Linked DNA regions of Mus musculus: regions 1, 2, 3, 4, 5 and 7 are each linked to region 6. A link is a contact called in public Hi-C and HiChIP or PLAC-seq data. All regions are on one chromosome and are shown on one strand. The core of a region is the stretch at or near the end of the contact, and the rest is flanking DNA. Distances in the headings are between cores, read along the strand shown.

The links. A called contact is a pair of places that touch in the nucleus more often than the background predicts. HiChIP or PLAC-seq counts read pairs in DNA pulled down with a chosen protein or histone mark.
Region 1: a contact with region 6 is called in an H3K4me3 HiChIP or PLAC-seq map of the SCID.adh cell line, with 33 read pairs. The contact joins the enhancer-like site here to the promoter of Gata3 in region 6. A contact is called at or near these places in 13 of 39 promoter capture datasets (the 3T3-L1 cell line, the HPC-7 cell line, HPC-7-derived erythroid cells and 6 more), 1 of 15 datasets of contacts at CTCF or cohesin (CD8 T cells), 21 of 484 Hi-C or Micro-C datasets (CD4 T cells, CD8 T cells, the MNK3 cell line and 4 more), 19 of 115 datasets of contacts at active chromatin or transcription factors (CD8 T cells, DN3 thymocytes, the SCID.adh cell line and 10 more) and 4 of 9 other capture datasets (adipose tissue, embryonic stem cells, liver and 1 more).
Region 2: an H3K4me3 HiChIP or PLAC-seq map of the SCID.adh cell line shows a contact between it and region 6, with 21 read pairs. The contact joins the enhancer-like site here to the promoter of Gata3 in region 6. A contact is called at or near these places in 12 of 39 promoter capture datasets (the 3T3-L1 cell line, the C10 cell line, cancer-associated fibroblasts and 5 more), 2 of 15 datasets of contacts at CTCF or cohesin (CD8 T cells and the NIH/3T3 cell line), 30 of 484 Hi-C or Micro-C datasets (the C2C12 cell line, CD4 T cells, the G1E-ER4 cell line and 11 more), 26 of 115 datasets of contacts at active chromatin or transcription factors (DN3 thymocytes, the SCID.adh cell line, T-cell acute lymphoblastic leukemia and 14 more) and 4 of 9 other capture datasets (adipose tissue, embryonic stem cells, liver and 1 more).
Region 3: an H3K4me3 HiChIP or PLAC-seq map of the SCID.adh cell line shows a contact between it and region 6, with 48 read pairs. The contact joins the enhancer-like site here to the promoter of Gata3 in region 6. A contact is called at or near these places in 8 of 39 promoter capture datasets (the 3T3-L1 cell line, HPC-7-derived erythroid cells, cancer-associated fibroblasts and 4 more), 1 of 15 datasets of contacts at CTCF or cohesin (the NIH/3T3 cell line), 17 of 484 Hi-C or Micro-C datasets (the C2C12 cell line, Th1 cells, adipose-derived mesenchymal stem cells and 7 more), 24 of 115 datasets of contacts at active chromatin or transcription factors (CD8 T cells, DN3 thymocytes, the SCID.adh cell line and 16 more) and 4 of 9 other capture datasets (adipose tissue, embryonic stem cells, liver and 1 more).
Region 4: a contact with region 6 is called in an H3K27ac HiChIP or PLAC-seq map of regulatory T cell precursor, with 7 times the contacts expected there. The contact joins the enhancer-like site here to the promoter of Gata3 in region 6. A contact is called at or near these places in 2 of 39 promoter capture datasets (embryonic stem cells and trophoblast stem cells), 1 of 15 datasets of contacts at CTCF or cohesin (CD8 T cells), 14 of 484 Hi-C or Micro-C datasets (CD4 T cells, CD8 T cells, LSK cells and 8 more), 18 of 115 datasets of contacts at active chromatin or transcription factors (CD8 T cells, the SCID.adh cell line, T-cell acute lymphoblastic leukemia and 12 more) and 2 of 9 other capture datasets (adipose tissue and embryonic stem cells).
Region 5: a contact with region 6 is called in an H3K4me3 HiChIP or PLAC-seq map of neural tube, with 4 times the contacts expected there. The contact joins the enhancer-like site here to the promoter of Gata3 in region 6. A contact is called at or near these places in 3 of 39 promoter capture datasets (cranial neural crest, embryonic stem cells and hippocampal neurons), 2 of 484 Hi-C or Micro-C datasets (both in nephron progenitors), 16 of 115 datasets of contacts at active chromatin or transcription factors (the SCID.adh cell line, T-cell acute lymphoblastic leukemia, bone marrow-derived macrophages and 11 more) and 3 of 9 other capture datasets (adipose tissue, embryonic stem cells and liver).
Region 7: a contact with region 6 is called in a Hi-C map of the N1E-115 cell line, with 4 times the contacts expected there. The contact joins the enhancer-like site here to the promoter of Gata3 in region 6. A contact is called at or near these places in 7 of 39 promoter capture datasets (the 3T3-L1 cell line, the HPC-7 cell line, embryonic stem cells and 2 more), 13 of 484 Hi-C or Micro-C datasets (the N1E-115 cell line and embryonic stem cells), 19 of 115 datasets of contacts at active chromatin or transcription factors (the SCID.adh cell line, T-cell acute lymphoblastic leukemia, embryonic forebrain and 10 more) and 1 of 9 other capture datasets (embryonic stem cells).

What each region holds. Positions count from the first base shown.
Region 1 is chr2:9,518,771-9,522,458 of GRCm38.p6, forward strand. No RefSeq gene overlaps it. Among named protein-coding and RNA genes, the nearest start is that of Gm13218, 72 kb to the right of the region's middle. Within about 2 kb of position 1,466, at least 30 of the 459 cell types and tissues checked have an H3K27ac peak or open chromatin away from gene starts, as enhancers often do. A contact at or near this core is called in CD8 T cells, DN3 thymocytes, the SCID.adh cell line and 3 more, where this site is marked.
Region 2 is chr2:9,447,294-9,450,632 of GRCm38.p6, forward strand. The region is part of intron 2 of Gm13219 (predicted gene 13219); the gene reads left to right. Among named protein-coding and RNA genes, the nearest start is that of Gm13219, 97 kb to the left of the region's middle. Within about 2 kb of position 1,903, at least 1 of the 459 cell types and tissues checked has an H3K27ac peak or open chromatin away from gene starts, as enhancers often do. A contact at or near this core is called in the SCID.adh cell line, where this site is marked.
Region 3 is chr2:9,480,441-9,484,023 of GRCm38.p6, forward strand. No RefSeq gene overlaps it. Among named protein-coding and RNA genes, the nearest start is that of Gm13218, 110 kb to the right of the region's middle. Within about 2 kb of position 1,456, at least 55 of the 459 cell types and tissues checked have an H3K27ac peak or open chromatin away from gene starts, as enhancers often do. A contact at or near this core is called in the C2C12 cell line, the NIH/3T3 cell line, the SCID.adh cell line and 8 more, where this site is marked.
Region 4 is chr2:9,576,367-9,579,732 of GRCm38.p6, forward strand. No RefSeq gene overlaps it. Among named protein-coding and RNA genes, the nearest start is that of Gm13218, 15 kb to the right of the region's middle. Within about 2 kb of position 1,670, at least 15 of the 459 cell types and tissues checked have an H3K27ac peak or open chromatin away from gene starts, as enhancers often do. A contact at or near this core is called in CD8 T cells, the SCID.adh cell line, Th1 cells and 4 more, where this site is marked.
Region 5 is chr2:9,407,388-9,410,778 of GRCm38.p6, forward strand. It overlaps Gm13219 (predicted gene 13219), which reads left to right. Exons shown (of 3, transcript NR_168281.1): 2 at 2,322-2,411. Among named protein-coding and RNA genes, the nearest start is that of Gm13219, 57 kb to the left of the region's middle. Within about 2 kb of position 1,809, at least 2 of the 459 cell types and tissues checked have an H3K27ac peak or open chromatin away from gene starts, as enhancers often do. A contact at or near this core is called in neural tube, where this site is marked.
Region 6 is chr2:9,876,595-9,879,915 of GRCm38.p6, forward strand. It overlaps Gata3 (GATA binding protein 3), which reads right to left and starts at 2,006. Exons shown (of 6, transcript NM_008091.3): 1 at 1,811-2,006; 2 at 758-1,390. The coding sequence starts at 995.
Region 7 is chr2:9,431,234-9,434,656 of GRCm38.p6, forward strand. All of the region lies in intron 2 of Gm13219 (predicted gene 13219), which reads left to right. Among named protein-coding and RNA genes, the nearest start is that of Gm13219, 81 kb to the left of the region's middle. Within about 2 kb of position 1,913, at least 2 of the 459 cell types and tissues checked have an H3K27ac peak or open chromatin away from gene starts, as enhancers often do. A contact at or near this core is called in the N1E-115 cell line and neural tube, where this site is marked.

The sequences.
Region 1 (3,688 bases), core at 216-2,715, 360 kb before region 6:
CCTTAGTTCAATAATTTTGCTACTAGCAAAAACAAACAAACAAAACCTTTAATCAAGCAATTGTGGTGAGTAGTGGATTAAAGAAAATTAATGGATTTCCTAATGATTTATATAACTGTTGTTGCTGCTGCTAGGCGCAGCACCCACAGAAGTGACACTGTGCAGTTCAACAGATTGTAGGTAACAGTGAAGGTTGTTGTGAGAGCTTCTGTGCCAGGTAGACACATTAATAGTTTTTAAATTATATCTGTAAGAGATTGAATGTTGAACCTCATGCACACGGGCCAAGCATTGTGCCACAGAGCTGTATCCACATATATATTGCTTTTTAGCTTGACACAGTTTCTCACTAAATTGTCCAAGCTGGCCTTGGGCTCATTGCTTATCCTAGGTAGGCCTTGAACTTGCCATCCTTCTGACTCAGTCTCCCAAATCACAATAACTGAGTTACAAGCCCATAACTGTAATGTCAGGATGGCTCTCATTTAACTCATCAATGACTATATTTGCATTTTAGAAGGAGACAGAAAACTCTAAGAGGTTAAGTAGGCAGGTCGGCTTGCAGGATCAGAGAGCTCAAATCAGTCATACTGCTGATCATTCCGCTAATCCATCTGCCTGGCTTTGTTGATCAAATCAGGAAAATTGGATCTCACTTCCGCCCATTCTTGCTTGACTGGAATTCCTCAACTTCTTTGAACTATAGAGAGGACAACAGAGGGAGAAGGAGAGAAGGAGGAAGAGGCAAAGAGGCCTTTCTCAGCTAACCCAGGAGATGAGGTAAGCCACCATTATTGCCTGTGGGTGTGAGTAGGTGGGTGAGGCTATGGGCGTGACACATGGCAGTTAGAGGACAACTGGGGGACTCAGTTCTCTCCTGCCATCATAGGACACCTAGGGACAGAAGTCAGCTGCTCAGCCTTGACAGCAGGCCCCATCTCACAACAACCCCTACCTTAGTTTTTCATTAATTAATTAACTTATTCACTTTATATTCCAATATCAGCCCTCCTGCTCTTCCCAGTCCTCCCTCCCCTCATAGAGCTCTTCCCTCCATTCCTTCTCCCTCTTCTCTGATGGAAACAGATGCAGAGACCCACCGCCTACCTTATTTTTAAGACAGACTCCTGGGACTCCCCTATTTGTCTAAGCTGCCAGCAAACTCCAGGGATCCTCCTGCCTCTGCTTCCCAGCACTGGAGAAACAGGTATACATCACTCGCTTGACTTTTCATGTGGGTGTTGGAGACAGAAAGGGTTTCCTGCTTGAGCAGAAAGCACTCTACCCACTGAGCCATCTTGCCAGCCCCTTCTTCTTAAGAAAGTAAAAAGCATACAGCTATCCATTCTTGTTTGGCAGGATGGAAAAAAAAAAAAAAAGAATCCATCTCTACTTCTGAAAGGTATGTACTGAATTCACTGGTTTTTGTTGTTGTAAAGTGAAGAAAAAAAACCTAAGAGGTTTGTTTTATTTCCTGCAAATATTTCGCATTGCCAAGGCAACTAGAGTAACATCCCAGCCACCACAAAGGTAGTGTGAACCACAGGGAAATGAGTGTGTGGCTTGAAAGGTAAACTCCAAACTGAAACTAAAAGTTTCAAAAAATACACTAGAAAGAGTCAAGGCTTATACCACCAATTTATAATAAAAAAAATCAGAATAGTTTTTAACTTTAAATTAAATAAAAGTTATACGAGTACCCAGAGCCCCTATGGGACCAGTACTTCAACTACAAACTCACAAATGAAATTTCCAACAAAATAGAAAAGAATACTGCCTAGCACAATTTAATTGAGTTTCCTGGAGGGCCAAGCTGAAAGCAACTGACTCTTCCATACTGTGGGAAGAAAGAAATCTCTCATGCCCAGTAGAAAAGATGTGGATGAAGTCATAATGCATCATTTAATGCCACTGGGGTTTCTTCAAAGTTATATGTTTCTTCAAGATGCCAGAAGCATTCAGAAATTAAAGATGATGGGCTCTTTCCCCCTGTAGACTCGTCCTCTACCATCACCACCTATTTAAATTAATTCTACTGCAAAGCAAAACTTTAGGAACCCTGGCCTAGAAAGTCAGTTGAGCAAACGTGTCCATTAAAGGACAGGCAAGAACTAGGACAGGAGCAAGCACCTCTGGCTAGCCCTCGGCATCCTTGGGAGACGGCAGCTCAGCCTGGTCCCACCTTTTATGGCCCTCTGACAAGCACAGCTGTCCTTCTGGAAGGTAGCCACCAGGCTCCTGAAACTCTAACTTGGACAAGGGTCACCTGTGATTTGAACAGAAATATCAAAAAGGAGTATCTTTCTGCCTGTTGATTTCATGGTTTAAAAAAATAAAAGTATATCTTATTTCCCACCAATCCTCTGGAGTCTGCACAGTAGACAAACAGGAGAAAAACTGATTCTGTCATCAATTGGTTAAGAAAACCAAGAAGGCTAAATCCACAATGACAGTCATCCAGGGGAAAGGCTGTCCCTTGGCTACCTGGTGAATAGTAGCTTGTAGAGGGCTGGATTAGACAAGTTGTTGTAGATTCAGTAGTAGAAGGGGGATCCTGTTCTTCTAAATTTGTAGCTATTATTGAACATTTGGCTGGAACCAACATGTCTTCGTTCAAATCAACTAAATTAAACTGAAAGAAGCCCAAGCTTCCAGCTCTTTAGTGCCTGATAATTAGCAGCCGAGTAAAATGGAAGGCATGGCAGTCCATGCTTGCCATGTCGGAGCTGGGGAACGGAAACAGGCAGATCCTTAGGGCTTGCTGGTCTACCAGCCTAGCCAAACTATTAAGAGATCCTATAAGGAGAGAGACACATATAGACAGACAGACAGACAGACAGACAGACAGACAGACAGAGGTGGGGAATGCTCACAAGGAATAATATCCCAAGATTAACTAGTAGCTTCCATGCACAGGCATATTTACACATATACATTTACACATGCCCATGCACCCACCATCGGAACATGTGCCCACATAGTTTTAAGAAGTCAACTCAGATATTCATAATTTTTAACAGCTCTCTCCCAGAGATGTCGGAAGAATTAACAAGATGGTGTCTACAAAAACGCTCTCAGGTGAGAGAGAATCATGGGAACTCAATAAGAAATACTATCATCAGCAAAGTTCTTCTAGCCAGTGAGCTCCAGCAGAGGCCCCAAATACTCTTGTTCTCCCTTCGGATCTTTTTTTCCCTAACTTTGAAACGTTGGCATGAATGCCTCGTTGAGAATGACTGGAGGCAGCCAACAGAATGAAAAAGGAAAGCTTACTGTGAACCCCTCTGCTTCTACACAGCTACAGAGCTTCTACACAGCTAGCACACAGCCTACTTCCTCCCTCCTTCAACCTCAGGACTCTAGCTGGTTAGTTGGGTGAAATGAGTCCACTTCTTATACAGCAGTTATGAATGCTCCGCTCTGAGCCAGACTGAATTTGTGTCCAAATGTACTGACAGGAAGACATGTGCTCAGGCTGCGTTATATATGAGGTGTTTCCCTCCTCATGTGTTTTATCTCATTTCTCTGGGATCTGTCAGAAATTGCATAATTAGTTGCAGCTAATTGATTGGTGTATAAATGAATACCATGCCATTAGAAACACAGGTTGCTCTTGAATGTGTGTTACATCTATGTACATCTGAATTCTCCTGGATTTTCAATTACTGGCTCCTTGAAAGCCGTGCTT
Region 2 (3,339 bases), core at 653-3,152, 430 kb before region 6:
AAAGGAAGACCTCCATTACCTCTTTCTGCGAAGGAGGGGAACTCAAAGAAGAGAAAGGAGAACAGAAAAAAAAGCAGGTTCCTCATGTTTCCCTGTGCTTCTTATCAGTGCAGTAGATGAAGACAGCAAACTAATGCAGCCTACAACTGCCAAACGAAGTGTCACTAGCTGCCAGATTTTCCCCTAAGATAGTTTCTATGGAAAATAAAATTAAAGAGAAATAAGATAATGCTCACTTAAGATATTGCCACATTGTTAGGAGCTTGGAAAACCAAAAAGCAGGTAAATTAAACCTCCTTTTACAGAAAGATCGATGTGTCTGCTACTTTGGTTATCTTAATAGCATCTAAAGTAATAAATTCTGTCATATCATTTACTTTAGCAATCTATAGAAAAAGAATATCCAGTCCAACTTTGATGAGACACAGGACCTCTTTGGGGCTTCTAGCACTTAGAAAAAAAGAGAAATCCACAAGGAGCACAAAGTGAGCTTAGTTACATAGAAATCAGCAAAACAATAACAAAGTCATATATTCTATCTTTCCCCATGTTCTGTATGGGCCATATATATAAACATGAAAGGAACAAAAATTAAATTGTGCTTAATTATCTGTAAATTCTATAACCACATACAGGTGTTGTTTTGCTTTGGTTTTTGTTTTGTTTTGTTTAATGTAGGTCAGAGTTTTCAAGACACTGACATTCAGTAGAGAGCAAAAACTCCTACTTTCAAAACTCCCTACTCTGTGAAGAAGACCCATGGCAAGTAGACATATGAAATGGCTTGGACAGCGTCAAGTGTTGAGAGATGATGCCTACAAAACAAGAGCCAGAGGGAATGCTTAATCATACTGAAGTAAGAAGTGAGTCACACACACGCAAATGCACATGCACACGCACAAGACTCAACCAACACCCATGGGGAAAAAACTTTAAATAAAATTGATTTTTATTATAACTATGAATGCATTAGCAAATCATTGAGATTTGCTGGGATGTTTCCATGCACACATAAACTCTGTGTTAAACTTCTTCATCCCCTTCTCTTCCATCTTCTCTCCCAAAGCTCCTTCTCCATCCCTAGTCAGCCCTAACATTACATTTTTATGTTTTAAAGACAATCAACTCCACATGGTTTAAATTTGTTAATGTCTGAAAAAGAAAGACATCATCTGAAAAAAATCCAAAAGTATAAATAAATATTTATATAATCTTAAATTTAAAATGGATAAACATCAAAGTAAAACAAGAATTCTAAAAAAAAAAAAAAAAAAGCTAAATGGCACTAAAATGTATAATGTATACATATATCCTACAAAGAAAATAAATGAAGATATGATGAAATAATACAATATTTAAATAATGGGCTAAATGTTCAGTGTATGGGGACTTTTCAAATAAAAATATTCAAGAAGAAATTCTAGACCATGATATTAAGATGTAATTCATAACTTGGGCATAATAGCAAACATGCAAACACTGTATCCCTAGCACTCAGGAGGTGGAGGCAGGAGGATCATAATTATGAGACCAGAATGGGATATATAAACAGAGTCTGGGAAGAGGATTGGGAGGAAGAGAAGTAGCAGGTAGAGGAGGAAAGGGAAGATGTGAGGGAGGAAGAAGAGAAAGAAGGAGGGTTATACAAAAACAGAAGGTTTCTCCCACACAAAACAGGGTTCAGCTTATTTGTGTCAAAGTGATACGAATTAAAAGAGCAAGCAGCATTCACATATCAGAATTTGTCTCCTGTTGACAAGGAACTGTTAAAGAAAATATTATGAACACTTCCTATACTGCTGTGTGTCTGAAAGGGCCCATGGAGGAGGAGTGAAACCATGTGTAAGCATTTTAAGGAAGTAATCATATATGCCAACCAAGATTCAAAGATGAGACAAGCCTGTCTCTTTGTGGTTCTCCAAAGCCATCTTGTCTCTAGTGGAAAGCAGTGGGAGATTAAGGAAAGGTTGCAGGAAAAGCTGCAGTGGTGGGAAACTCCTAAGAGTTTGCCATCAACAGAGCAGAGATAAACACAGATGTGTGTTAAATGTCTACAATCCAAGGAAGACTGGCTTTGCAAAGACATCTAGAAGCAATGTGTGTAAATAAATATTCAAACTGCATATATGTGCACACATATAGTACAAATTAGAAATACTTCAGCATTAGAGCTTCGATTAAGTAATCAAATTAACTCCACTGTGACTTCTTACAGGCATGTTCCTCACACTGGATCATCAGAAAATGTCCACAATATTGCCAAGCATTTTTAAATTATAAAATAATATATAATATTGAGCAAAATATGGTTAAGGAAGCACCTACTATTTAATAAAATAGTGATAATAATTAATATAATTACTAGTAATAATAATAACAATATGCAGAAAAGCCTAAGGTGGGGCATTTTCAGGCCAAACAACAATTTGTTATCACTGGGTAAAAGAATTAAAAGTAATAAACTAAATATATGTAAAATATCTGGATTCTGCTATATACATGGTCTTGAAGGCTTTATAAGCATTGCTATGATATAAGGCATATAATTCCTCTTTGAAGGCCATAAGCAATGAACCCATTTTATCTCTATTAACTGTCTTAGTTTTTCCTTGCTATTTTGTGTGCCATTTTGTGTTGTTCTGTTATTCTTGCCTTATCTAGTCTTGTATTTTTTAGGAAGACAAAAATCTTTCTCTGTAGGCTTGGCTAGGTTCATAGTCAGTCAACTCAGGTTGACCTTGAACTCACAACCATCCTCCTGCCTCAGTGTCTCAAGTGGGGGATTATAAGTGGGATCACACCCTTGATAATGAATCACATATTCTTCAACATCATACTATTATTAATGTGAATGTAATTGCAGCTTATTGGAAAATATGTTATTTTTTATCATGTTTGCTAAGCATTTATTTCATTTTTTATAAACAGTGGTCTGGATTTTTGCAGAAATTATTACAAGTCACAGTTTTTTCATAGTGTTTTGTTTGATTCTTTTCTCTGTATTCAATTAAGATTCTCTGTACACCATTGCCATTTCATTGAGACTCCCCATACACATTAGGTCTGGCCCAAACTGAGAGAGAGGAAAAACAGGAATCTACTGAGGAAGTAATGACAACTTTCAACATGTCATTGTACCACTTTGGGGATATTTTAGAGACATGCATGATCACACATTCAGTACCAACTGAGCAGAGTAGCTTGGGTGCATGAAAACATGTCTTGCTTTTAAAATATAGAAATGACCTAACATTGCCAAGATTTTGACTGTCCCAGAATTAGACTTCTGGTTCTTTGCCTTCTCTTCTGTTCCACACTGAGACAAAGTGGGGGGAGGTT
Region 3 (3,583 bases), core at 206-2,705, 400 kb before region 6:
ATACACCATGGATTCAACATCTCTATTATTATTCCTACATATTATAATGTTGTGGCACAGAAATCACTTATATTAACACAATGAAAGTGCAGTCAAAAAAGTAGAAATTTAGACATACTACCTGCACTTAAAGATAATGACCTCTGTAAGATGTGAAGGTAGAGTAAAAATTATTTGTGTATATAGAAAACAAAGTTATATTCTTCAGAAATTAATTCCTTACGATAAAGTTAAGTGTAGGATTTTTAGAGGGAGAAATATTCAGGACTTCCAAGCTAGAAGTTTATAGATTTGATTACATAACCTAGACACTGTTTTTTGATAGGATATTCTCTTAACAGTTCAAGTGAGTGTTAATAGCTGCAAATGATTGACTGGGAGCAAAAGATCTTAGAATATAAGAATACTCAGAGAAGATACTGTGGTCCTGACAAAATTTATAGATTTCATTACTTAGTCAAACCTAAGTGAAACACAATACTAGAATGTAAAGGAACTTGACCAAAAAATAATGCTGCCAAGAGCTGATTCACTAGACTGGGATATCTATTTACTAGTTTTAATTACATGCATATGTGAGTATTTATGGAGGAAACACATAGGCTTTAGTGCAGAAGGCATCTATTCCCTGGAGCTACAGTTATAAACATTTGTAGCCATTTGACACCCAGTTCCATACTTGGAACTGAATATGGTCTTCTGGAAGATTGATTCACATTCTTCATTGCTGAACTATCCCCTCCAATGCCACCGTGGATGGCAGACTTTTAGGTGAGGGGAGTGAGATAGGACATTGTTTGTTGGTAGGGTATTCTCTTAACAGCTCAAGTGGGTGTCATATGGACAGGGAGCAGAATAAGATGCTAAAATATAAGAATATTCAGTGAAGATACTGTGGTCCTGATAATTGTCAGTAGAAAGAATAATTAATAATAACAAAGCCAATAATGATAATTACAATGATAAATTCTTGAAAAGTGGGAGTCTAACAATGAAACATCCTAAAAGTTAGTTGTTGACAATGACTATTAACATTCTATACTAGGAAATTGAATAAAGCAATCCATTTAACAAGATAGACCCTTATCCTTACCTTCTAAAACCTGGCATTAAAAGTCTACTATCCAACAGAGAATACACTTAGGGAGCTGGAGCAGGAGGACTGATCTGGAGGCCAGCTAGGGCTCCATAACTAGGGGGAGGAAGACAGGGAGGAGGGAGAGGAGGAGGATGGATGGATCGATGGATGGATGGATGGATGAATAGCAGTCCTTCTGGATATAGAAAATAAAGTCCTTCAAAAGCAATCCTAGGCTTTCAGCACTAGAAGAACATGTTTCCTTTCTTACAAAAAAGGCTTACACTATTTATTTGTATCTTAGTCCAGGGAAATGAGTAATAGGGACTTGCCAGTGAAATTCTTTCCTGACTACTCAACAGATCATATTTCCCACTTGGGAAAAAAAAAAAAAACCTGAAGCCTGAAGGAGCCATAGGGTCAGGAGACGGAGGATCTGCATTGTCTAACAAACTGCTGCGACTTAGTGTTGATAGTTGTCAAATTCCTCATCTGAAAATGTCTCCAATGGGCTCAAAGATGTGTACAGTCATGTGTGACTTTAGGAATGGGTCCTCTCTTGGCATTCCATCAGGATTCCTTCCCAGATTCCTTCCCACATTGGGCTTCCTCCAACACACATTTGGGTTAAGACCACAAAACGTCTGAAAAGCTCTCCCTGAGAATGAAACTGTCATTTTTCCCATGGCTACTGTTTCGTAGCTCAGGATCCCTTCCCCACTCATTGTCTATAACAACCGTGAGTGACTTCTCTCAGACCCTGTGACCATGAAGGATTGGTGGCTTGGGAGCATGGATTGTATGCGCATGCTTTATAACCCAGAAGCAGTGCTGGTCCTCCACCCTGTGGCAGACCAAGCAGAATAGAAACCAAGGATCTGGTTTGAGACTAAGAGTCACAAGAAGGCTGGGAAATTACCAGTTTCTGAAGAGGTGATTCCCATAAGCATAAAATGATAACCATGTCCCTGACTTCTCTTCTCTATATAACTCCAAATATAGAATGAAGAGTCATCAGAAGTTGTTGGTAAAAGGAGTTGGGATCTAGTCATAGTCAGCATAGGAAGACAAGGAGGGTCTTTTTAAGAGGTGACAAACAAAGGCCTGGGTGGAGTGACAAGGCATTGGGAAAAAGGTGGCTCTAAAGGAAAAGGTAGCAATAAGCTTTGCCACACTTACTTACCCCAGTAAGCACATAGCCACTAGCTCAGCACATTTCCTGAAAGTCTTGCATTCATCAAAATGCAATTATTCAAACCTAGAACTTTTTTCTTGCCTTTAAAATCCACTGAGAGTAGTAGAGGCCCCTCTACAAGTTATTTAGTCCCATTAGAGACTTGTGAAATTGGGAGGAAATGTCATTCATGGGCATGTGACAAAGTACGAACAAAATTCTCTCTGATGCTGGGCCCCTGGGTTTCACTTCTAAAGTCACCTAGCCTTGGGGTTTAGGACAAAATTTCTGCAAGCAAGAACATCATGACTTCATAAATGTGAAGACCTAAGGAAAATCTATGGATTCCTCACATGCAGGTGGCAATGCCACAGAGTGTGAGCACATTTTTCTCTCTGCTTCTTAATTTCCCCTACTCTGAGAGCAGTGGCTTCATTCATTCACTATGTCATGTTCCTGGGCAGGCCTGGCTCACATACATATGTACATTTGAAATGCCATGAGATTTCAAAGCCCAGAGACCAAGAATTTGATCTTTTCCAAGCTTACCTGTGTTTCTCTAAGTAGATAGTTCCTCCTTCATAGTAATGCATTTGGGAACATTAGGACCATACTATGTCAGGCAGGTGTCTAAAAGGAACCTGGGGAAGGCAGAGGATTAACCACCAACGGAAATTCAGTTTCAACAGCCTTCATTAACCCTGCGAGTGATTATAACCACTATCTTTGAATTAAGAAAAAAGAATCAAGCTTTCCCCCACCTCCCCATACCACTGAACTGATCTTTCAGAAGGAAAACTGTTAGAGCACCTGTATCTATGTCTCATGTGGCTTTTGTTACCAACCTCTGTCCTCAATGTAATCATATTTCTTTTTAATTTTTCTTCCTGCCAGAGGTTAAGAGATTTCTTTTGCTCAAAATGCTTTCTTGTTCTGTTACTAAGAGTCAGCACTGGATCTTATGTCATCAGACACAAGCTACTATTTTCTTACCAGTCTCAAATGAAGACGACAGACAGTTGGTGAGGCAAAGCTAGTTGGATGTCATGAAGACACTGCAGGCTTAGGGCTTGGAAGATGCAATACAGTGACCCAATCATTTAACTTCTTTGCAATCTATTCTGTTTAGTCAATATTTATGGACAATATTATGTGTGCTGGACATTGTGGTAGCTCTAGTGGTAGTGAGGCAAGTGAGTCACTGCCTTCTTCAGAGAGCTTCTGATTCTTGTGAATCCAGATGGGCCTGGTGTCTATGGAAGTACAATGTCCTAGAAGCAGCAATCTAATCATGTGATGATCCATGGTGGGTTTCAGAAAACCTTTCCCTC
Region 4 (3,366 bases), core at 420-2,919, 300 kb before region 6:
GGGTTGAACATGTTGTAGTTATGTTTATGAGTGAGTGTGTGTGTGTGTGTAAAGCAATTAAAGAAAAGAGGCCTCTAAAGAGAGCAGGAAGGGATGTTACATGGGAGAGAAAGTTTGGTGGTATATAAGATAGAAGAGATGGGGTAATTATACTATAAACTCAAAAAACAATATTTAAAAAAAAAGATATTCCAGAGGAAACTGAAGAAACCAAGACATATGACATAGTAATAAATTCAGTATGAAGTAAGTAAGTGTGTTTTTTAAGTTTTGATTCAAGCTGAGGGAGTGACTCGGTTGGTATGATCTTTGGCTCATTAGCATGAGGACCAAGTTCCATACCCAGCACCCAACTAAAAAGACGAGTACTGGGGCAAACCAGGAGGATGAGAGAGAGAGAGAGAGAGATTGAGAGAGTTTTCCTCCCACTACAATATGCTCTAACATCTCAAAAATGCAGCGTTTTTATTTCAAGGCTGGATTTCTCCGTAAGGGATCACACAGTGCCACACAGATACTAAGAGTTCCATACCAAATACAGACTCTGGAGCTGTGCCTATTTCTGGCACTGACCATCCAAAACTACACAGGAGACAATATCACTTCTCTAAGTCATGGGTAGATGTGCCCTAAGAGTTAAGGCCATTCTCATTTCAGGAAACACACAAAAAGACACAAAACAAAACAACAAAACAGTCATTCAGAAGAAGGAAAAACTGGAAAAACCACCACTGATGCAACACATACCTTCTAAACCTAACACAAAACACCAGGGCTGACAATATCTTAACCTCTTTTTTAAAAGTACATTACCCACTGGCTTGCCTCAGCATACCAAAAGGTGTTTAAACATTAACACTTTTCCTAGGAAACACACACACACACCTCCGAGTTATCTCTCACCCTCAGCAATTTCTCTCCACCACCCCAACCTGATGTCCAAACTTCTCAAAAACTTTGCAGCTTTGAACATTTTGAGCTAAGCAAAAAACCAAAACAAAACAAAACAAAACAAAACAAAACAAAACAAAACAAAACAAAAATGGTAGCAGGTTTTCCTCTACCATGATTTTTAGGATGTTGCTTTCTATGTCTTCCTGGAAACTTTCTTCACCTCAACTGGATGGGGACAACATTTTCTTTACATTTTAGTGGTTGTGTTTTGGGCTCCATTGACCAAGCCTGAAGGTTAGAAGAACTGATATTGGGGAGTGAACAACAGAATTGCTGACAGAGATCTCACACAGTGGATCTACCTTGAGAGTTCGCCAGCCTGGGCCTGCCAAAATCGAGGGGTAAATGTCAGATAAGGATCTGAGTTCTTGGGTGTTTAACTGAACCAAACCTCCCAACCTTTTTGAGGTTTGCCGATGACTGGTAATTATATTGTCATTTAACAAAAGTATCTGCATTAAACCAGAGATGTGAAGTTAATGGTTAGGTTCACATCCATTACACACACACACACACACGCACACACACGGGCACACACACACACAAGTGAGCATTGACAAAGCACACAGGGTCTGCATGAGGTGGGGAAGGGATGGAAGATGGAAACTAATGTAGGCTAGAGACTATAAATCAGTGGCTAAATGCTACCTGTCAGGTTGGGGAGTTATGCTAATGTGGGGTGTTTTATTTCTTTCCAGTGCAGAGAGGTCAAAGGGAGGAGGCACAGATGTGTAACTTAATGGAAACACTGAGGAAAACCCCAAAGCACAAGATCACCACTGCGCAAATGTTGAAGAAAGTGATTCTATGTAAGGCGGGCTTTTAATCATCTCTGTCAAGGTAGAATCATCTAAGGTAAAGGCCAAGCTTGTGGGTTTCCAGGGAGGCAGCAGAAAGCCTGAGGACTCGCCCTCAGCCTCTGTACCCAGGACCCTTTCTTCGAAGTGCTTTTCATTTTGACTAAAGCAAGTACAGGGTAAAGTGACTTGTCATTTCTCAGTGACTTGTCAGTTCTCTCAGTGGGAAGTGAGTGAGTGAGTACATGGCAGGGTGAGGGGGTGGGCCCAAAACTCCTTCTTATGTGGCATGGAATTGAGTGCAACTTAATCATCCCACTCCCATAATATGTTGCCAATTGGTTGTATGCTAACGGTCAAAATAATAACTTTATAATAATATATGTTGATTTTTTTTAGTATTTTTCTGTGTGTAGTTTGTAGTGTGTGCATGTGTCATGTCTGTGTATATATATGCATGTGCCCATGTTATATGTATTTGTGTGCCTGTGTGCATCTGTGTGTGTGTGTGTGTGTGTTCCTATATGTGTGTTCAAGTGTGTGTGCCTGTGTGTATCTGTGTGTGTATATGTGTGTGTGTTTGTGTATGTGTATATGTGTGTTTGTGTGTGTCTGTGTGCATCTGTGTATGTGCATGTATGTATGCACTCTCACACGTGTGTGTGTGTGTGTGTGTGTGTGTGTGTGTGTACACATTCAACTATGGGTGCCTTTGGAGACCAAAGACAGCTCATATGTGTCTTTCTCACTCTGCACCTAATTTTTTTTTTTTTTTTTTTTTTTACAATAGGGTTTCTCACTGAAATAGGACCTTGCCATTTCTTCAAGGTTGGCAGGTCAGTGAGCTCCCAGGATCTGCTATCTTTGTGCCCTCAGTGCTGTTACCGTGAAGGCTGCTGTGCCCACCTTGTGTATGGGTGCTGGAGATCCAAACTCATGCTTGCAGAGAAAGCACTCTACCCATAGACCTCTACTCCAGCACATAAATATAGAATAAACTTTAAATTAATGTAATTAATATTTCTATGAAAAGTGTGTAAGCAACCTTGCAGTCCTTGTTTTAAAAGATATTGCTGAAAACGTAGTTGATTCTTTTTAATCAGAGCTCAGAACTATCTACCAAGAAGAAAACAGAGGTATGTGGGCTGATCTTTAATCCAAAAGGAAACAAAGATTCTCAGCATCACTACGATAGAGGCTGACCCAGAAGATGACCTCTTAGATGTCATGGATTATAAACACATTCAAACTAGGATCAGAATTCAAAACCAACATGAAAAGAAGTATTAAGTCAAGAGGACCTTGGGAAGAAGAGAGTTGTCATGTTCTCAGTCTGGATAGGACTGGCCCTGACCTCAGCCTCAGATCTGCTTTGGGAGATAAGGACAGAAGTGAAGACCAGAAGGTTACTCCTGCGTGGCTTAATTAGCATCCATCAATGACACTCAAGTCTCCTCGGCCCAGTCCTGACCATCATCTCTAGTGTCCAAGACTAGAAGGGGCACTGCCAACTTCCTAGCAGCTTTTGGAAGTTTGGACTTTGCAATTTGCTAAGTTTGTGTGCCCAAAACCTTAGTGGTTTTGGTGATGCTGAAAACCCCACTGTATCTACCTA
Region 5 (3,391 bases), core at 559-3,058, 470 kb before region 6:
CCAACTCCATGCCGAGCTCTGACAAAGCTTGTCACAAAGAGGAGAGAATAACAGACAAGACAACATGGTTCCACTAAATTGAAACTATCTGCTAAATAAGAAAGATTCAAAAAACTAAAGGAATGAAAACTGGGTGAAGGGGGAATCTATATGCAGTCCTACTGTAGGCACAGATACTACTCACCCTTCACCAGTCCCTAAGTGGCTATAATCATCAAACCCATCTCAATACAGTCTACTCCAGTTTATGGCTCAGTCCAGATTTCTACCTCACAGAACACTGCATAGTTCTGACTCAACATTTTCTCTCTATAGACACCTAGCCAATGACTGGGCAGGGGTCCATTCCTGGTGCTCTTGAGTTTTATTAGGCTTTTTGCAGACTTTGTGTTTGCTTTTATTTTCTTTTACATCTCATTTTCTCTGTAGCCTGATCAGCAGGTGGTTGGTAGGGAGGGCACTGAAAGAAAGACAGATTTGGTGGGAAACGGTTGGTGATTTTTCTCAAATGAGACTCTGTGCTTGGACTTCAGTGTTGGCATATGCATTTCCTCATCAATAAGAAAACAGAATCAATGAACATTTGGTATTGTGCCTCATTCCCCCACCCAAAAAGAGATTCTCACTTTTAATTTAAACCCACTGTTATCACTTCAGTCAAATGGCTATTTGAATGTGGCTTGAAAACTAAGAAAGATGCTTTCTTATTGCTTTTCCTTATTACTTTAGTCTCATAAAGTTCTTATTTTCATAGTCGTAAGTAATAAACTCATTTCTCCACTAGAATACAAAATCCATGCCTTTTACACAACTGACATATTGGTTTCATGTAACCTTGGGGAAGCATCCAGCACCAGCCATCCTATGTCACATAACTCAGTCCACTTTCTTAACTTTACCTCTTAGTTAACCAATAGTTTTCCCTGGTCTCAGTAAATAGCCAGCCACTATGGTCCACGCTTTAATCTTTTGAGAAGCCAAAACTGATACCACTAGCAATGCTGAGCTACACACTCAGGAGACAAACATGTCTCCTCTCCCCCAGCTTGGAGTACGTCCACCTTGTTGCTGGTTTCATTCCTTCTCATCCAACCATCGGCTTGAAGCTAACTCTCCACTTGCCTTGCAAGCTTCCAGCTGATGACAACCTGGGGCTCTGGGTGCCCAGTTTCATCTCGAATCTTACCCACCGAGATGGTCTATCCCACGTACTAATCATTTACCATCACCACATCCTTCTCACCACTCTCTCGTGAAACAGAAAACCAAGTCCTCATCCCAACGTGTGCCTGCAGGTGTGAAGCTGCAGGTGTTTATCTGCACAGAGTTTACCTGAAGTCAGCACAAACCGGGGCAGTTCCCTTAGCAACCAAAATTAATATGTAGGAGAGTCCTAGGCTCAAGCAATGTTTCCTTCCAATTATATTTACTCATTTTTTTTATAAGGTGTGATTTAATTCACCGAGTTTCATGATAAACTCTACCGAGGCCATTCGCTTTTCAAATGCAATTTGTGATTCCATTTATGTGAAAAGACACTGCATTAAATAAAAATTAGTCTTAATATTAGGCCCCTCTGTAGTCTAAGCAGGAAACTCATTGCCAAGCGATTCCCATGTACAGTAATACATCTTTGCCTTGAAAAGCGTGATAGCCAAAGAAAGTACGTGGAGGAGAAGGAAACTGTGCTTCAAAATGTCAAACAACATCTGCTGCCCATTTCTGAGAATTACAGAGCTGCCTCTGGCCCTTTAACCCTTTAGCCCACATTGTATCTGTCCCTCCATAGTTTATGAGCTTTATCTTCAGAAGCCTTTCAGTAAATGAAAGCCGATACAGAAAGCAAATCTCTTCTTTAGGTCCTCTCTGAGGATTAGGGACAAGATTTATTAGAATAACACTGCTCGCACGGTGATGCTTTAAGGTCGTGTCAACGTTTCAATTACAAACCCATGCTACCAAGGGGTGTGCACTCAGCCTCAGCAAAATACTTCTCTAGCTCTACATTTAGAAAGTGGGGCGGAGGTTGGAGGGTCCGTGTTTGATTTCTTTAAACTTGACATAATATATAAGATTGACCTTCCTGACTGCAAGAAGTTCGTGTTTTATAGACGTCACATTTTGTGCTTCAAAATTATATTGCAAAGTCTGAGCCAAGGTGTAATCCTGAGATTATAAATAAATTAATCAGCGGCAAAAAGGCTAAACTTGATCATATTTAATAATTACAAAATTGGTCGATATTTCAACATGTATGTGTAAGACAAAGTAGAAGCTACTGGCTCACATGCAATAACATGTCTGTCACATTATGTTTCCAGGGGAAACTAGAACAACGGATCAACTTTGGTCTCTCAAAGTCTCTTCCAAAGGATCTGCAGAGATCCCTTTCTGCTGTACCAACACCATGGGTAAGAGATCTGACCTATCTAAGGATCAAGGTCAGGTAACCAAAAAACTGACTGCACTTGAGTTTATCTCCTTTGCTCTTGTCCTTATATCTCACCTGTATTCTCCCTCTTCACAGTGTTTCCTGGCTCTCCCTCCTCATCATGGCCGTTCATTACCGCCTAGCCTCTAAGGTTCTGCACTTTCATACACCCTGCCCTTTGGCTTGGCCCTTCAATCAACAAGTCCTGCATACCTGATTGATCTAGACCTGAATATCATATCATAAAAGATCTCCTGGGCATTTACTGCTTTCCTTGGAACTTCTAATTCCATTCCAAGATGTTTGTGTCCTTTGGGGTGTTGATGTTTGCTTTTTCTTTGACACAGTGTCTCTCTAAGCAGCCCAGGTGAGCCTTGCGCTTGTAATCATTCTGATGTTTTCCCTCACATGCTTGGATTACAGGCATGTCCGACTCTATGAAGCTTGTCTATGTGATTTTATGTTCATGTTGGTGTACATGCACATATGTTCCTCTGGGTGATGTTGCATCTGTATGTGCATGTATATGGAGGCCAGAAGACAATCTCAGGTATCAGTCCTTAGGATCGATCCACCATTAGTTGATTGACTATTCTGAAAGAGTGTCCTTGACAGGCCTGAGGCTAGTAGGTTAGGCTGGCGGGCCAGCAAAGCCCACGTATCTGCCTGACTAGGATGGGAATTACAAGTGTGCGCCACTTTCTTTTTCTTTTTCTTTTTTAGCATGGGTTGAGCAGATCAAACTCAGCTCCTCATGGTTGCAAGGCAAACACTTTACTAGTTGAGCAGTCTCCCCAGGGTCTAATTCATCTGATTTAAAGGAATAAAATAAGTGGGATTTTGTGTGTCTCCATAGGTGCTATTAGGAAGTACCTTATAGTAAAACTATCAAAGTAGAATTCAAAGAACACTACAGAGAACAGTGAGTTTCTACTATTAAAAGTTTTAAAGAACTTCACA
Region 6 (3,321 bases), core at 756-3,255:
TCCAGTAGGCCGGAGGAGAAAAGTCGGCCAGGATTGCTGGTAAGTAAACTAAAAGCAAAGACGTAGGAAAATTCTGTGTAGCCGGGAGTCTAAGCAAACCCGACTTCTCTTCAGCTTAAGGCTTTCCTCTCCCTGGACCGTGGCAACCACCAGAGTCTCTTCCTCACACCACCGGTAGGTAGGACGCCTAAAACTCAAATGCACTAGCTTTTGAGGGTGGAGAGCAAAAGGAAATAGAAAGAAATGCACGTATTTGGGCCTTTTCTGAAAATATAAATGGAGAAACAAAACGCAAGGCTCTGGCGAAAGACCCCTTCACCGGCTAACAAGAAGCTGGAAGTCCTTCGGGGGAGCCCAGTTCCAGGCCGGCCTGGCCCGCACTGCTGCCCGGCCTGAAAGGCTCGGCGCCTGCAGGCAGCGCTTGAGATTTCTCCCTGGCTGCAAAATCTACAACCTCGTGTGGACCAGGACTGCATTTCGGCGCTTGCCAGGTGAGTGTGCCTGGCCCCAAGGACACCGGCAAAGAGAGGTGCCTGCTACGTGCGCTCTTTTATTTAAAAAAGAAAAAAAGAAGAACTCTCCCAACCAGCGACACTGCTTCCTCGCCCATTTCCGGGCCCCCGATACTTTTTTTAAATGAACTAGTAACACACTTAGGAGCTTTGGCTTGCTCTGCCCAGCCAGGGTCTCTGGCGGTCTCGTGGACCCAGGAAAACAAACGCGGATCCAAAAGGTTCCAGCGCCAAGGTGGACTCACCGTGGTGGGTCGGAGGATACCTCTGCACCGTAGCCCTGACGGAGTTTCCGTAGTAGGACGGGACGTGGTTGCCTTGACCATCGATGTTAAAAAGTACGTCCACCTCTTCCGTCAGCGGATACTGAGCTTCCATGTACGAATGGCCGAGGCCCGGGTGGTGCGTGTCTGGGTGCTGACCGTTGAGGACCGCGGGGTGATGGTGGCTCACCCAGCGCGGCTGGTCCGCAGTCACCTCCATGTCCTCGGCTGTGCTCGCGCCCTCTCGCCCGGCCCGGAACCCTCGCGGGTAGAGGGAGGGCTGTCGGCCTGGGAGGTCCGCGGACTCCTGCCGTCGGAGGCCCAGGAGAGGGGTCGTTTAATGGTTTGTTTGCAGTTAAGGGTATAGAAAAGGAGAGCAAAAAGGAGGGTTTAGGGAGGAAAGAAAAATCTTTGCGGGATAGTTTAGCAAAAGAAAGGAAGGGAAAGAAGAAAAAGAAAAGAATGAGGGCGATCCCCCCCCCCAAAAAAAAAGCAGACACGGAGGAATAAAGGGGTCAAAAAAAAAAAAAAAAAAAGGAGGGAGAGAGGAATCCGAGTGTGACCACACTGCACACTGATTCCTTGGCGCTCAGAGACGGTTGCTCTTCCGATCACCTGCAAGGGAGAGAAAGAGAGACCTGAATGAGGTGTAAGAACTTTTAACACCTGAAATTCTGGAGGGCACTAGGTCTTCGCAAGCTTCCTGCAGGGCCGACTCACCCGGGACGTGCACACGCACGCGAAGACCCGGAGGGAAAGAAGCCAAGCTCCGCAGCACACCTCCGACAGCCAGGCTCGCAGGAGCCCAGGACTGACTAAGCAATTAAAACTTGGGGACAAGTCCTCCCTGGAGGACACCGGCCCCAGGATCTTTCCAACCACTACAAATCCTCCAAAAGGAGAAAGCTGAGCTTTTAGTTTACAAAAAACCAAACAAACAAACCCCCAAACACACACACACAAACAGTCCCTCCAAGAGGAGGGAGTGATATCAAACTTAAAAAAAAAAAAAAAGTCACAAGTCACAATACCAACCTGAGTAGCAAGGAGCGTAGAGGAGGAGGAGGAGGCGTGTGACCTGCCCGGTCAGATTGCGTAGCTCTCTATGTCTCGCTCTCTCAGTCTCTCTCTCTTTCTCCTCTCCCTCTCTCAGTATTTTTTTTTTACAGGGAATGCATTCTTTCTGAAACTATCAAGACGGCGCCAGGCAGCTCAGTGTTCGCAGACAGCTGTGGCGCGACGCAACTTAAGGAGGTTCTAGTGTCATCCGCGCCGAGGGGGAGGAGCCTGGCGCTGGCAGGAGGGGACACGATCCTCAGCACAAGGAAACTGCAACCCAAACCCGCTCCAGGACTTCACCTCCACCCCCATCCCATCCCCCCCACCCACCCCGGCACACCGCCGCCCCTCCTCCCGCCCCTCTACTGACCGGAAAGGGGCGCCGCCAAGGGCCGCCTAGGGCAGAGGGGCCGCGGGCAGGGTGGGCGAGGCCCGCCCGGGCTTGGGGCAGAGGGGACAGGCAGGAGGGAATTCGCTCTCTGGCCCTTTAAATGTAGCAAAGCCGATTCATTCGGGCTCAGTAGATTATTCCGTACGAGTGAAACCCGGCTGCCCCATTCATAAAGCTAATTTCCATAAGCAGACTTTTCGATACTTTTTTAAAAATGAGCAAACTTTTAAATTAGGATTCAAGCCAGAACGTTTTTCAGTTTATATCAGCTTAGGGGCTATGTGCATGTAAAACAGATTAGAAAAGTTTCATGGCGAAGTAACTGAAGATTTGCCTCCGAACCAGCTTTCCGGGAGGCTGCTGAATCGCGCGGAGGACCTGGGCTTTGATTCGGACGCCCGCGTTATTGTTATGGTCTCTGCTTGCTTTCCCAAACCTCTCCAGAACGAACAGCGTCAGCTGTTGCAGCTGTCTTTTTCGGATCTAATGATATCATCAATGTGTGCTTTTGACCTTAGTGACAACGCGATGCATAAAAAGCTGGCTTAGCGAGACCTAGGCTCACTGGTCCCCGAAGTACCGTGTACAACTAACTTGATCTTTGCTGCGATAGCCTAACTTTTCTCTTCGCCTAGCTCGGGGTGCTACTTTATTCTGCTTTCACCCGAGGAAAACGGTCCCCTCTATAATATCCAACCCTGACCTCCGGGGTGGACCCAGCCGCAACTTCCCTGGACATTTTGGGTCTCTGGGACAGGGTCTGGTGGGAGGGCCGCAAGCTGACACAGGAGAGAGGCTGGAAGACGCCCAGTAGAGAGGCTGGGCGGACGAGGGCGGGGCCATTTGTAAGGACCAATCATCGGGAGATACCACGACCGGGCCGCAGTCGCCCCGCCCCACGGGCTCCAACCTCTGCGGCCCTGTTCCGTCCTTTGAGTCACTGCATCCCCTAGTGGCGTTGAGGTTTCTGCAGCCTGGGTCCAGAAAACACTGCCCGGATGAGCAAGGTCCGAAAGAGACTTCGGGTGCACCCCAGGGCAGTGTAAGAGGTGTTCCCATTCCACCCTCCAGGGCAGAGAGCTTGGCTTTAGAGGGT
Region 7 (3,423 bases), core at 663-3,162, 450 kb before region 6:
GCATACAACCACAGGCCACAGGCCTGGAGAAAACTAACTCTCCCTACACTAGCAGCCATTAACACCAGCCTAGCTCTTCCGATGGGGCAGAACTCTGTAAGACGCTCTTCTAACCATGCTAAAAATTTGACTGCTTTCTTTTGTGTAGATTTTATACAGAGAATCACAGCTACCTTGAGTTGATGGGTACAGTGACCCTGCTTATCCAGAATGTCCTGTTTTGTAGCAGTCCTCCCCATCATCTGGCTCCTAAAATTCTTCCTGTCTTCCTTGGTTTTCTGAGGGGAAATTTAGAGTGAATTTTTTAAGATTTATTTTACTATTTAAATCAGATGCACATATGTATGCCTGTGTGTGGGTATATGCACATGAGTGCAGGTACCCTTGGAAGCCAGAAGCACAGCCTGGCATAAGTGCTGGCAAACAAACTCTAAACTTACGTGCCCAACCATTGAGCCATCTCTCCAGACATCTGAGAGTAGCAACCTTTACATAGTGTTCATTTATAGAAAAATCTCTCTCCCTCAGCACTGGGCAATAAATGATGGTATTCTCAAAACCAAAGATGGGAAGGGCCTGTTATAATCATGATCTTGTCCTCCAAAAGCTTTTTATAAAAGTTTGTTTCCCAGGGTAGCTCTTGGAAGCTAGTGGGGCTTTTAAGATTCAAGGCCTCAGTAGATATCTTGAGGTAGCATGGCTATGTCCTTGAAAGTGACAGTGCTCATCATGTGTTTCTTCCTTAAGACCCCAAAAGAATGGATTCCACCAACCATGGACTGGAACCTCTAAAACTAAGAGCCCAAACAAACCTTTATAAACTGACCTTTTTTAATAGAATGGAAAATTAACCAACACCAGGGCTGAATTAATGCCCTAGGATTGGTAATTTTACTTTGTAATGCATCAAGCTCCAATATCTAGTCACTCTTTATCTCAAGACCATCAACAGGAATTCAACACATGAGGATGTGTGTGTGTGTGTGTGTGTGTGTGTGTGTGTGTGTTGCACATGAATGCCAACAAATGCAGGTATACTCTTCAAAAGGCAAAAGGAATAGAAAATTATGGCACCAAAAAGAGAGCTAGTTTTGAATCTCCTATTCCTCCTAGATCACCTTGACCAACATACTTGGGGTCTCCTCAGCTACCTTTCTACGAAATGGGACACATGGAACTGACCTCTTAAAGTTGCTGGGGTATCCTGGACATAAAAGTCATAGCTGAAGACATGAAACTTAATGTGAAGGAAATGCCAAACTCTTCTGAGAAGAAGAGAGAAAAATGTAGACTATGAACCATAAAAACCATAAAAACCATAAAAATGTTCTTCTCAGCATCCTGCAGTCTCAGTGTGGTGCTTCTGCTGGGAATTTCCTCTTTCAACCAGCCCTATGAAATGAAAACCTTAACCTTGGTGAGCCAGCCTTCTGAGCAAATCTTGAAATCATCACCAAGTTTCCTCAGCTGACATTGTGCTAACACCACAAGCTGGTTTGAAATCTCCTAACCGATGCCACCTATCCCCCCCACCAAAATAAAAGTCAGTCAACATGATCGACTTAGACTAGTCTTTAGCATAGGGAATAGGCGCCCTCCCTGCCATTCCATCAGTTTGAGAAAGAAAGTACATGAGGTATCCTGTCTTTGAATTTTAAGCAAGAACACACTTAACCCATGACCCTCCCCTCCCCCAAATACCATTTGTTCGGGTAAATCAGTAGAATCACAAAATAATATGCCCCTCCTCATAATGGCACAGCTTAAAATAGAATCACAGGCCCAGGATTTTGGAGAACTGGTTTCTAGAAGTAGCCATATTCATCCATGGTTTCCCACCTGTGTGTCTTCGTGGCTATTATCCTTATTCACCCTACAAACGCAAGCACTCCCGTTCTGCAGTGTTCTCACCCCAAGAAGACACAAAAGCATTCGTCAAAATAACAGAAGTCTGCAGCCTTGCAAACTCCTTATTTCATAGCATGGAAAGGGAGAGAGAGGGAAAGGGAGGGAGAGAGAAAAAAAAGTAGCCGGAGTTCCTCTGAACCCCCTCCTGACATTTCCAGACTTATTAGCCAGTTTTCACACTGACTTCAATCAACCCCTCTAATCCTCCAAGGAAAGAGCATTTTTAATTCACCGATTGGCTGATAAGCTTGAAGCCAAAAAATGATTTACACGTAGATGAATTGTGCTTACAAGATGGAACTTGGAGCATTAGAAGCGGATCTGAATTTCCTATCTGTCATTTTATGTGCCACATTCATTTTTTTCTCTGCCATTACCCTCGCTGATTGCAATCTTTCAGCGCTATTGGGCCCCTGCTTCCACAGTTTTTAATCTGCCTTTAATCCCATAGATTTTAAATATTCCCGGCACCGAGAGACTGGAGGCAATTAACTGCCCTTCTGATGCGCTTCTTATCAGTTGCCTCCTTGTATCTCTCAGAAGCAGCCTCAAGACACTTCCAGGCTGACAAATACTACCAGCATTTCAGATGAAGCAGCCGCTGCAAAGGGAATGCGAAGCCCAGCTGTGCGCTGTGTTGCTGGGGAATCGAAGTCCTTTCTGGAGGAGGAAACAGAAGGGAGCTTGGGAACAGAGAACAGGCACCTTGTGCCAGAAACTCCCGATTAGAAATAATGCTTCCTGACACATTGTTTGCTTTTTAGTTTCTAATGTGTATCATCTAATCTCTTTAATCTGATTGCCATTTTTTAACTCGAAAATAACTTCCTGCTCTCCACCTTTCATGGGGAATCCCGAAGGGCTGTCAGAAGGGGACATCAAGAAGCATTAAGCATCTTGACACTGCTTCCTGACTCCTTTCTGGATCTGAGTTAATTTAAATTCCCTGACCATTCCTTGATTCACTTCTATCATATTTAATGATGTCCCTTCAAACTTGAAGGGATTTTAGATTTTGTAGAACTTTGTGCATCACCTGCTACGTCAAAAGCTGATGAGCTTTGGTAGCAACTGAAGTCTCTCTCAAGGTGACATAGTTGATTCTCACAAAGATAAATCAGTGTTATTCACTAAAGTGCTCTATTTCATAGATCTATACCTTCCTCTGTGCTCTGGAAACAGCCTGCTTTCTACTAAAAGGGTATCCTGTGTACCTATAGAAGCAGTCACATGCACAGCAAACTGCCCTCTGACTTCTCATTGAGTCCAGCTCTACCATCCTCAGGTATGATTTCTGTTAAAAATTTAATCTATCCTTGTTCTTATATAGTCAAATGTTCAAATGAAGAACTTCCGGGTTCAAAGATACAACCCGAAACATAGGAACACTTCCATACTTGCTAACATTTCCACATCTTATTGGTTCTCTTTCTTAGACACCCGGTCTTCTAAACAGATATGTTATTTGATTGCCGTGTAGCTTCCAAATGACCATGCTATTTAGAATTTTGTAAG